Regions from separate parts of the Mus musculus genome. Here region 2 is linked to region 1. The links are chromatin contacts, called in public HiChIP or PLAC-seq maps. All regions are on one chromosome and are shown on one strand. The core of a region is the stretch at or near the end of the contact, and the rest is flanking DNA. Distances in the headings are between cores, read along the strand shown.

What was found. HiChIP or PLAC-seq counts read pairs in DNA pulled down with a chosen protein or histone mark.
Region 2: a CTCF HiChIP or PLAC-seq map of pro-B cells shows a contact between it and region 1, with 5 times the contacts expected there. The contact joins two enhancer-like sites. A contact is called at or near these places in 1 of 39 promoter capture datasets (the C10 cell line), 3 of 15 datasets of contacts at CTCF or cohesin (the NIH/3T3 cell line, large pre-B cells and pro-B cells), 14 of 484 Hi-C or Micro-C datasets (the C10 cell line, the NIH/3T3 cell line, bone marrow-derived macrophages and 10 more), 2 of 115 datasets of contacts at active chromatin or transcription factors (the HPC-7 cell line and microglia) and 1 of 9 other capture datasets (macrophages).

Annotation. Positions count from the first base shown.
Region 1 is chr11:77,237,566-77,242,880 of GRCm38.p6, reverse strand. All of the region lies in intron 1 of Ssh2 (slingshot protein phosphatase 2), which reads right to left. Among named protein-coding and RNA genes, the nearest start is that of Gm24989, 4.8 kb to the left of the region's middle. Within about 2 kb of position 3,015, at least 71 of the 459 cell types and tissues checked have an H3K27ac peak or open chromatin away from gene starts, as enhancers often do. A contact at or near this core is called in bone marrow-derived macrophages and pro-B cells, where this site is marked.
Region 2 is chr11:77,307,107-77,312,909 of GRCm38.p6, reverse strand. All of the region lies in intron 1 of Ssh2 (slingshot protein phosphatase 2), which reads right to left. Among named protein-coding and RNA genes, the nearest start is that of Gm24989, 65 kb to the right of the region's middle. Within about 2 kb of position 4,174, at least 6 of the 459 cell types and tissues checked have an H3K27ac peak or open chromatin away from gene starts, as enhancers often do. A contact at or near this core is called in bone marrow-derived macrophages and pro-B cells, where this site is marked.

The sequences.
Region 1 (5,315 bases), core at 1,766-4,265:
GATGGAAAAAGTAAGTACATTGGAAATGTAATTGAGGAAAATATGTAATAAAAAATATTAAAAATTTTAAAAAAGGATAAAAACAAAAAACAAAAAAAAGTAAGTACAAAGATGAGGAGAATGGCCAGGGCGAGAGTTAAGTGATAGTGAAGCCAAATGAATGGCTGTCCTATCAGGCCAATCTTATTTTTGTCAACATTATGCAGCTTCTATCACCTCTGGAGATCCCCAACCCCCACACACACACCCTTTCATATGTACCTGCGATCTGCAATTAACATTATAAAAGCAAGCTAATGTTGTTATAGAATATATTTAAATAATACAAAGGAGAATATTGAAGTATGAATAGAGTTTATGAAATTTGGATATTAACATTATAGAACTGTCTAATGAGGATTATTACAGTATAAGCTTGAGCCTCAGTAGTAAAACAAAACCCAAATGCTATTTCCTAGCTTCTCTTCCCTAGTCCCACCAAAAAATGATGTGAAACTCAGGATCAGAGTCTAAGACCAGAAGGTTAAGGCAGGCTGTTCTCTGACCTGTGCTCACAAAGAAGAGGGCTTTGAAGTCAGTTTTTCTGGACTCCAATCCTATTGTATCCATTTCCTCTCTCTCCATATATCTATCTATAAAATGGGATACAGTAATTCCTATCTACACAGAGCTGTTCTGAGGACTCACTCAGGACATACACAATAACTCAGAATAGTGCCTGGCACAAAGTGGTGTGTACTCAATAAATGATGCGGTTCTTATTTGTCTTTGAGAAAGATTTTAGTCATTATAAGAGAACAAAGCCAAATTATTTTTTAGACTTACTTTTATTAATTTTTCCCTATAGGATGCTTTTTTTAAAAAAAGATTTTAATGGGGCTGGAGTAATGGCTCAGCAGTTAAGAACATTGGCTGCTCTTCAGAGAACCAGTGTTCAAATCCCTGCACCCATAGGATGGCTTACAACCATGTGTAACTCCAATTTAGGAGAATTCACCACCTTCTTCTGGCCTCTATGGGTACTGCATGTATGTGGTGTGCAGACATACATGCCAGCAAACAAGCCCAAGCATGAGGCCAGCCACCCAGACAAGGCCAACTCACCACCAGCTACACCACTGAAGAAAACTGCCTCTTCCTCCCCAAACCAAAGATTTTCCTATCTACTTTTAAATTACTTTCTTCAAATGGATGCTATTACTAAATATAATATTAACCTTAGTTTTTCAGCCCCATAATTTAAGGAAAATCTACCTTCAAACTCCAATGAGATTTTGTATGAACACCATACATAAGTGTATCTAAATGAGATAAGTAATTTAAAGAAACAAAAAACTTCTGAAAGTTTCCAAAATAACTCTTCCCTTACCACTTTTACCTAATAAGGGGGAATGTACATACAGAAAAATCTTATAAACCTCCATTTGAGACAGTATTTTTGCTTTTGTTTTGCTTTCACTGTTTGTTTTTGAAATAAGCATCTCTATACAGCCCAGGCTAACCTCAAACTTTCCGTTCCTCCAGCTCAGTCTCCATCACTAGAATGCTATACCACCTCCACAGCCTGGAAGACAAGTACTTTTCTAGACTTAAGTTTATTAATCATTAATTCCTGAAGAGCTTAGTTTTCTGCTAGAAACAGATACAAAACAATAGATTTGTAAAGGCAACGATCTATTTGAGGAAGAAAGGATGGACAGTAACAAGAATGATTCAGGAAAAGAGGCCCAGACACAAACACTGAAGCCACAACTATGGGCATTTTAGAGCTCCTCTCTGGCTCCTGAAACTGTGTCTTTGGAATTACCCTTTTGCAGTGGAAACTTTTAGTTTCATTGGAAAGTCAATTTTGTCACATGATGTTTTGCTGGGGCACACAGGTGAAAGAAAGGATGTCTTACTAAAGCAGACACAGGAAAAAATGTTTCCTGAAGCAGACTCAGGTGAAAGGATGTTTGGATATAGCAAACACGTAAAAGGACACTTGATGAAGGAGTATAAATATGACCCCACAGACAGTGGGAGATGAGCACTGAACATTGATTTAGTTTGCTCTGCCTTCCTATTCTTCGTTAAAGACACGCATGTATTGGTTCTCCTTACATAGCGTTGTTGAGCTCAACTTGTGGTAAGGATACCATTGAGAGAAACTTGCCACAGAATTGCTCATGAGATTCCTGCGGCAGCTTGCTGCTTCCTCAGCTTTGCCTCAGGCCAGTTGGCTAGCCTTGCAGTTTCCTCAGGATTGAACTACAGTTGCTGGTTCATGCCTGGTGTCTGTTTGCTGAAAAGACTGGACTATAGCTGCTGAGTTGTATTTGGTGTTTGCTAAGGGACTGAACTGCCAAAGAAGACTGAGCTCGGCCCCCAACCCCAAAGAACTACTGCTGAACAGGTCCACTCCCCCCCCATCCTAATAACTTTTCTCTTCTACTATGTCTGCTGGGTGGTGGGCTAAAGGAGAGGTTGAACCCTATTAAAAGTAGGTTGTGCCGGGCGTGGTGGTGGCACATGCCTTTAATCCCAGCCCTTGGGAGGCAGAGGCAGAGGCAGGAGGATTTCTGAGTTTGAGGCCAGCCTGGTCTACAGAGTGAGTTCCAGGACAGCCAGGGCTACACAGAGAAACCCTGTCTCAAAAAACCAAAAAACCAAAAAAAAAAAAAAAAAAAAAAAAAAAAAAAGTAGGTTGCAAAAAATGTATGTCTACACCCTTTATTCCTTACTGCATCCTCACCTCTTCTTTCCTAATGAACTCTTCCCCTCAGCAGAAAAATAGAAAAATATTCTGAAGATACTTCTAAATAAGCCAGAAATTTTCTCTCTCCTAAACTCTCCTCTAATTTCTTTCATCTCTTTTCTTTTGAGAAAAAAAGGGGCTCTTTCCTAGCTCTTTCTTCAGCACTAACTTCTAATTCTGTGACTGTGACCACCTATGTCACAGTATCAGCACACAAGCAGACAGTGTCCTAACTCCTATGTCACTTGCCTTCTACCCTTGCTTCCCCTGACCTCCCCAGGAGATCTGAGTTAACAGTGACCACTTCCTTCCTCTTTTGTTTAAAGTCTGTGGTGCCACACTCATCTGGAATGACAGCAGAATTCACACAAAAAGTGGGGGGTCATATACTCTAATGGATATCCCAAAATTAATATGCTGAAACTTATTCACCACTGAATGGTACGGTATTAAGATGTAAAACATCAGGAAGTTATTAAGTTATAAAGATAAAACCTTCACAAATAGAATGGCTTATATAAAAAAGGTACTTATATATTCTTTATCCCTTTTGTCCCTCCACTATGACAAAGTGACAAAAACACAGTCTTTGTCACTTCTACTGTGTGGCAATAACCCAAATCTATTGGGACCTTGTGTAGACTTCTCAGAGTCAAAAACTGTAAGAAATAAATGTCTGTTATATATACATGACCTAGTCTGAGATCTTTTGTTAGAGTATCAGAAATGGAGTAAGAAAATATTCTTGCCCATATGGAGCACACACTGTACTCGAGAACAAGGCAGAAGGATCTGGAGACTGAGGTCAGCCTGGGCCACACAGAAAGACAGAGTTCCCTTCCCCACAACAAGCACTCATGATTAAATAGGTTTGGTATTAAAGTTAAGCAAGTTAATTACTATAAAGCTTTTCAGATCTTTTAAAAATTTATTTATTATTTGTGTGTATGTGTACGTCTGCCAGAGTTTATCTATCCCACATAAAGGTAGGTGCCCCAAGGCAAGAGGGCTTCAGATTCCCCGGAATGAAAGCTACAGGAAGTGTGAGCTGCCTGATGTGGGTTCTAATAGAACCTCAGTCCTCTAAAAGCACTGCAAGAGCCATATCTCCAGACCCCAATTTTTTTCTTTTTATTAATCATTTTATTTGTTTACATTTCAAATGCTATCTCCCTTCCCAGTCTCCCCTCCACCTCATACTCCTCCCCTTTGCCTCTAAGAGGGTGCTCCCCCATCCACCCACTCACTCTTACCTCACCCCCATAGGATCCCCCTTCTCTGGGACATCAAGCCTCCACAGGACCAAATGCCTCCTCTCCCACTGGTGCCAGATGAGGCAGTCCTCTGCTACATATGAAGTGGGAGCCACGGACTGGCCCATGTATCCTCTTGTTTGGTGGTTTAGTCACTGGGAGCTCGGAGGGGTCTGGTTAATTGTTTGCATATAAATCTGTGCATACATGCCTAGTGCCCACTCAGGTTGAAAGTGGCACTGGATCCCATGGAGCTGGAGTTATGGATAGTTATGAGTTGCCATGTAGGTGCTGGGAATCAGACCTTTAATATACTAATGTACACTTGAGTCTACAAGATAGGATTCTACAGTGATTTCCCAAATGTCTCACACAATAAAACTTCTCCATTTGAAAGAACTATTTTATATTATAAATGAGCCAGTGGATACCTCCCTTGGCGTTCTTAGTTTTTATTTGTTTTTAGATTTATTTTAGTCATACAAGTGCTTTGCCTTTATGTTTGTCTGTGAACCACATGCATATGTGGTACCTAAGAAGTGATGAGCTTCCACGTAGGTAGTGGGAATCATACCGGTGTCCTTTGAAAGAACAAGTGCTCTTAACTACTAAGCCAACTCTCCAGCACCTTCCTTTTAGTTTTATTTGGAGGCTTTCTTTCTCTGTTTGCCTCCAAATACACAATTCACCACTCTTATCTCCTGCCTCAGTCACCTATAGCTCTCCACATGTTTCATCCTGTAAGTCCTATATAGGTAACTGTATTCCTATCAGCTTGGCTTCAACATGGCCTTAGAATCAACAAGTAATGCTACGATTACCTAAACTCTTAAATCTTACTTCTGGATTTATTAAATAAGAAGAGTAACAATTCATGAGGAGTAAGTGGTGTGACATACAAAAAGTGTCTGCCTTAGTGACTGACACAGTTAAGTGAAAGGCCAATAAGCAATCACTATTAATTTCTATCTCTAGCCTGGATGTTTTTTGCTAGTCAGCATGTGTATCTATCTTCCCAAGGTAGATCTATCATGTAAGTCTCAAAATCAGAATGCTTGCATTCTACCATCTATGTTGGCCCTAGTGACTCTGTCATGGTAACAGCATACTCACACATGCCCAAGCCTGGAACAATGAAGCCAGGGTCTATATCCATCCTTATTAATCCTCTATCCTAAGCCCTTTGTCCCCAGTTCATGACCTAATTGTAACATTACCTAAGTTCCCTCCCATGCACTTTTAAATGCCCCCTTCTGAAGAGTACATTTTATCATATTACTTGTCTACTTAATTTTTTCAATATTTGTTCATGTATTTTTTCTTGG
Region 2 (5,803 bases), core at 2,925-5,424, 69 kb before region 1:
ATAGGAACACCTGCAAAGGATTTTTTTTTAAAACCAATTATTTCTAAACATGACTTTTCCAAACTTTCTAAAGTTGTTTTCAAATTAGGGAGTAAACAAAAGCAGTTAATGGCTTTGGCCAGAAAGAAATGAAAATATTTAAGATGTAGGCATTTAGCTATGATAGTTGTACTAGTCAGAAATGAACTGCTATCTAAACTGTTCTCAGATTCACTACACAGCAGAAGATGAATGGCCTTTAGCTTCCAGCCCTGTCTCTTCCTCCAGAGGGCTAAGGTTATAGGTGTGAGCTACCATGCCTGATTTTAAGAGGTGCTAGGGTTTGAACCCTTGACTTAGTGCATGCTACACGATCACTACCAATAAAGCTACATCCTCATCCCACTTGAATAGGAAATATACTTATTGGGAGATGCTGGAGTCTATAGAAGACAGAGGAGACTTTGAGACAATACTGTATTCACAAAGTTCATCTGCCTGCAGAGGTTAGGTTGTTATATTTGGAAAGTTGATACAGTTTTTAAACTTTTTATTAATTCTTTGTGAATTTTATATCATGCACCCCAACCCCACTCATTTCCCTGTCTCTCCATATCTACTCTCTGCCCTTGAAATCTCCCCCCCCCCAAAAAAAACCCAAAATAAAAATAAGTCCTGCCTACATGATGGCAAGGGTAAAGATGGAGCAGAAACTGAGGGAATGGCCAACCAATGATGGGTTTAGCTTGAGATCCATCCCATGAGAGAGCCCATCTCTGACAGTTCTAATGATAATCTGCTGTACTTGAAGACAGGAGCCTAGCATAAGTCATCTGAAGGGCTTCACATAGCAACTTTTGGAAACAAATTAAGAGACCCACAGCCAAACATTAGATGGAGCTTGGGGAATCCTATGGAAGAGGGGGAAGAAGGATTGAAGGAGTCAGAGGGGCCAAGGACACCACACGAAAACATACAGAATCAACTAACCTGGGCCCATAGGGACCCACAGAGACTTGATCACCAAACAGAGATCATGCATGGAATGGACCTATGCACATATGTAACAGTTGGGCAGCTTGGTCTTCATGTGGAACTCCTAACAGCAAGAGCAGGGCCTGTCTCTGACTCTGTTGCCTGCCTTTGGACTCCTTTCCCCTAACTGGACACCTATTAGCCTTAATAGGAGGAGATGGGCCTAGTCCTATTGCAGCTTGGAATGCCTAGGTGGCTGATATCCATGGGAGGCCGCCCCTTTTCTGAGTAGAAAGAGAAGACTGGAGGATGAAGGGCAGGGTAGGTGGGGGGGGGGAACTGTGAGAGAGTGGAAGCTTTGATAGGGATGTAAATTAATTAATAGGAAAAGAAAAATATGGCAATACTGTAGGGCATTTTCTCAATTAGTGATTGGTGTGGGAGGGCCCAGTACATTGTGAATGAGGTCACCCCTAGACTGATAAGAAAAAACATATTGTCATGGAAACTGTAGTGTGTCAGTGTGTCACATAGTGTACCTTTTTGCCTAAACAGCTTTTCTTACAGATGTTTATCACAATTGGTCATTGGTCTGGTTTGAAGCCTCTGGCTTCAGCTACATTATCAATATTGGATCCTCACAGGACTTTTATAGGATATCTTGTTGCCCTGTGTCATGGAGATCCTGTAGCTTCAGTTCTGCAGGAGCAGCTCCTTCCCATGCTCCAGCAGTTCACAGAAGGTAGATGGTGGGGAGGGCCAATTAAACATCTTGGATGGTAGCTGACCTGATCAGCCTGCTAGCTCTCCTGCACCCATGCCACCATGGCCAACTCTCCAGCACTGCCCTGGTAAGGAGCAGGTCAGCTTTCCCAGGCCCATGGTATCAGGCCCAGCTCTACCATGCTGTTCAGGCTTGGGGACAGGCTAACTCTCTCACCTGCCAAAGGTGGCTAGGGACTGGGCCATCTCTTCCATACCCACGTCACAAGGGCCAGTTCCAGTGTGCTTCCTAGGAATGTGTGGGCTCACTCTCCCAAGTGCTGCAGCTGATGAGGGGATTCAAATTTTTAATTAAATATTTTATTAAAAATGAAAGTTTCCTAGAAGGACCCTCCAGAATGCACCAGAGACCTGGAAGGTAAGAGACTCTCAGAACTCAAAGTGAGGGACCTTAGATGAAATGACCAACAGAGTGAACTTATAGAGCCCACCTCCAGTAGGAAGACAGGAGATCAAGTGAGAGATGAGGTTGCCACCCCACAGTCACAACTCTGACTCATAATTGTTCCTGTCTGAAAGAATTACAGGGATGGAAATGGAGAGGAGCCTGAGGAAAAGAAGGTCCAGCGACAGGCCCAAAGTGAGATCCAGCTCAAGGGGAGGTCCCAAGGCCTGACACTATTACTGAGGCTATGGAGAGTTCACAAAAAGGGACCTAGCATGACCACACTCTGAAAGACCCAACAAGCAGCTGAAAGAGTCAGATGCAGATGTTTGCACCCAACCAATAGACAGAAGCAGCTGACCCCTGTTGTTGAATTAGAGATGGCTGAAAGAAGCTGAGGAGAAGGGTGATTCTGTAGGAGGACCAGCAGTCTCAGTTAATCTGGACCCCTAAGATTTCTCAAACACTGGACCACCAAACAGACAGCATACACCAGCTGATATGAGGCCCCCAACACACATACAGTAGAGGACTTCCAGGTCTATGCTCATTCAGATGCACCTAACCCTCAAGAGACTGGAGGCCCCAGGGAGTTTAGAGGTCAGATGAGGTGGAGGGTGGGTGCATCCATGTGGAGACTGGGTATGGTGGGGAGGAGGTGTGGGGTGTGGATCAGTTGGAAGGTGGAAGGGGAGGGGCGGGGAATGGAATATGAAGTGTAAAAATGAATTACAAATAAAATTTTAAAAAAAAGAAAAAAAATTTTTCTTGGGGCTTGAGATATGGCTCAGTAGTTAAGAGCACTGAATGCTCTTCCAGAGGACATGGGTTCAATTTCCAGCACCCACATGACAGCTAATAACTGTAATTTCAGGATCAACACCCTCAATAGACATACATAAAGACAAAACAGTACATATAAAATAAAAATAAATTTTAAGAGTTAAAATGTCTTTCTCTCTGTTTCTTTCTTAGTTTTCTTTCTCTTTCCTTTTCCCTTTCCTTTCCTTTCCTTTCCCTCTCCCTCTCCCCCTCCCCTCCCCTCCCCTCTTCTCTTCTTTCTTTTCCTGAGAGAGGGTTTCTTTGTGTAGCCCTGGCTGTCCAGGAACTCCCTCTGTAGATCAGGCTAATTTCAAACTCACAGGGACTTACCTGCCTCTGTATCCCAAGTGCTAAGATTAAAGGCATGCACCTTCACTACCAAGCCAAATATTAAAAATTATTATTATTATTATTATTATTATTGCTATTAGTGTGCGAGTGCGCACATGTGTGAGTGAGTGTGTGTGTGTGTGTGTGCGCGTGTGTATGCCTATGCTATGGCATGTGTGTGAAGGTCAGAAAACATTTTATAGAGTTGGGTTATCTCCATCCACTTTCCCTGGATTCTGGGGGACTCAAACTCATGTCACTACATTGGTGTGGCAAACATCTGCTGAGCCACATCACAAGCTCTGATTCAAAAATGTTTTTTATTTTGAGACAAGATGTCACAATGTGCCTTGGTCGACCTGGAAAACTCTATGTAGACCAGACTAGCCTTGAAATTTTATCTATATGCCTACCTCTTCTTGACTGCTGGGTTTAAAGGTGTGCACCACCACACCAGGCTGATCCCAAACTTCTCACACAGTGTAAATGTGTGGCAAAAGAAGGACAAGCCAGCAATTCAGAAAGCTATCACTGTGGGAATGCTGTTCACAAGACAAGTGGGCTTTGACTCCAGTTGTAAAGATCTTGAGGAGACCGACTGACATTAAGAAAAAGGAAGACTAGCAGAAATACAGTTAGGGACTGTGATGAGCTAAGTAGTGAATTGAAACCCGAGCTTGCTTTGAGGTAGGCTCCAAATGATAAATTGCAGAGGCCTGAGCTCTGAACGTGGGGACCCTGGGGAGGTATTTGTCAGCATTTTGAAAACCTGAGTAAAATTATAAATATATTGACTGAATAGCAATGAGTCTTTAAAGGAAAACATGTTTTTTCCCCTAAAGCCAGAGGACACTGGTCAATGTTATCACAGATCTCCAGTAGAGGGCAGACAAGTCAAAGCATACACTGCTGTGTTACCAGAAATTGCTAAGAGAAAGTATACATTGTCTTTACTTAAAGGCCATTATCAGAGCCTTAAATTTTAGGACAAGGATCAGCAGATCACAGAAATCTGGAGTATAAAATGCTTCTCAACAAATGTGCAAAACAAATATGCACACACAGGACAGCCATACCAAAGATGCTAGCAACACTCATTACTGTCCCCCCTACCCATCACAGGCAGGTCCTAATGATTGATGCCACCCAAATAAATGACTAACTACATATATATCTGGGCCAGGATTCCAACCTTTGTTCTCCATTTCTTTTTTGTTAACTAGGGAAGTGTTTGTTTCTACGGCCTTTAAAGTCAGAGGTGAGGTCAGGTTACCAGAGAGAAATTCTGATACACACATGGCCTCAGCAGGCTGAAGAGCTGTCATGTCTTAAGTCTTACTAACTTAATATTCATCCATAAATATTTAAGACCTACATAAAATGATTAGAAATTTCAACAAACCCTTTAAAAGCTAACTTTGCAATCATAAACTCATTTTCTTTGGCTTTTAAATGAGTCTTTAAAGATATAAGAGCAATCCTATTTAGCAGATTGACTTTCTGTCATTTGCTGAAAGTTTTCCTTCATGCTTTTGTGTTTTTTCTTCTTTTCTTTCCTTCCTTTTCTCCTTTTCTTCTTTCCCTTTTCTTTTAGAGACAAAGTCTTGCTATGTTGTGCAGGCTTCAAATGCCATTTCCTTGCCTTTAAAACATTAATGTCTCCCTCCCACCCCCCTGCATATCAAGAAAAAGCTTTTAAAAATTGAGAAGTATTATCTCTTTTTAATACAATACTTTTTTCTTCTGTTTTCATAAGGTAATTAGAATTCAGATAAATGAAATGAACATAGAAAGTTTACAATGACATAATCAGATTATTCTAATGATTTTATTTTTGCAAGATAGTCTTTAGTCTAGAGTGCCTGCCAAACTGAACATAACTAAAGGGAACATGGTTATACCTCATGGGACATCTCCTCCCCTATGCAGATTCTAATACAGATGAGGACCACTTCCAAACATCCATCTGCTAGTCCTCATCACTGACGGCACTAGTAGCTCCAATAGATGCTCTGGTTAGAAGCATAAACTCAAAGAACCAGCAACTCCACAAAACTGTGCTTCATGGAAACAGGAAAATGTCAAAAGGGATTCCCAAGATGGTATCCTAATCAGTAAACCCTTTCCAAGCAACCACTTGTAGTGATAAGCAATAAAGAAACACTTATTACTTACTTCCGAGAAAACCCTAACTTCCCCAACACCACCTCAACAACTCATGAAAAGAATATCCAAGCCTACCAAGTGTTGGTGAGATAAAACATTACGTGATACTAGAGAGACAATGGGAAAAAGAGTCTGCGATACAAGATAACTAGCAAGTATGTCACACTGAAAAACAAATGAAACCAACACACACACACACACACACACACACACACACACACACACACACACACACACTGGTTGTTAGCCACCCAATGTGGGTGCTAGGAATTGAACTCAGGTTTTCTGGGAGAACAGTACACATTCTTGACTGCTGAGCCATTTCTATAGATCCTGGGGATTAAATTACAAAGAAGTGTATTG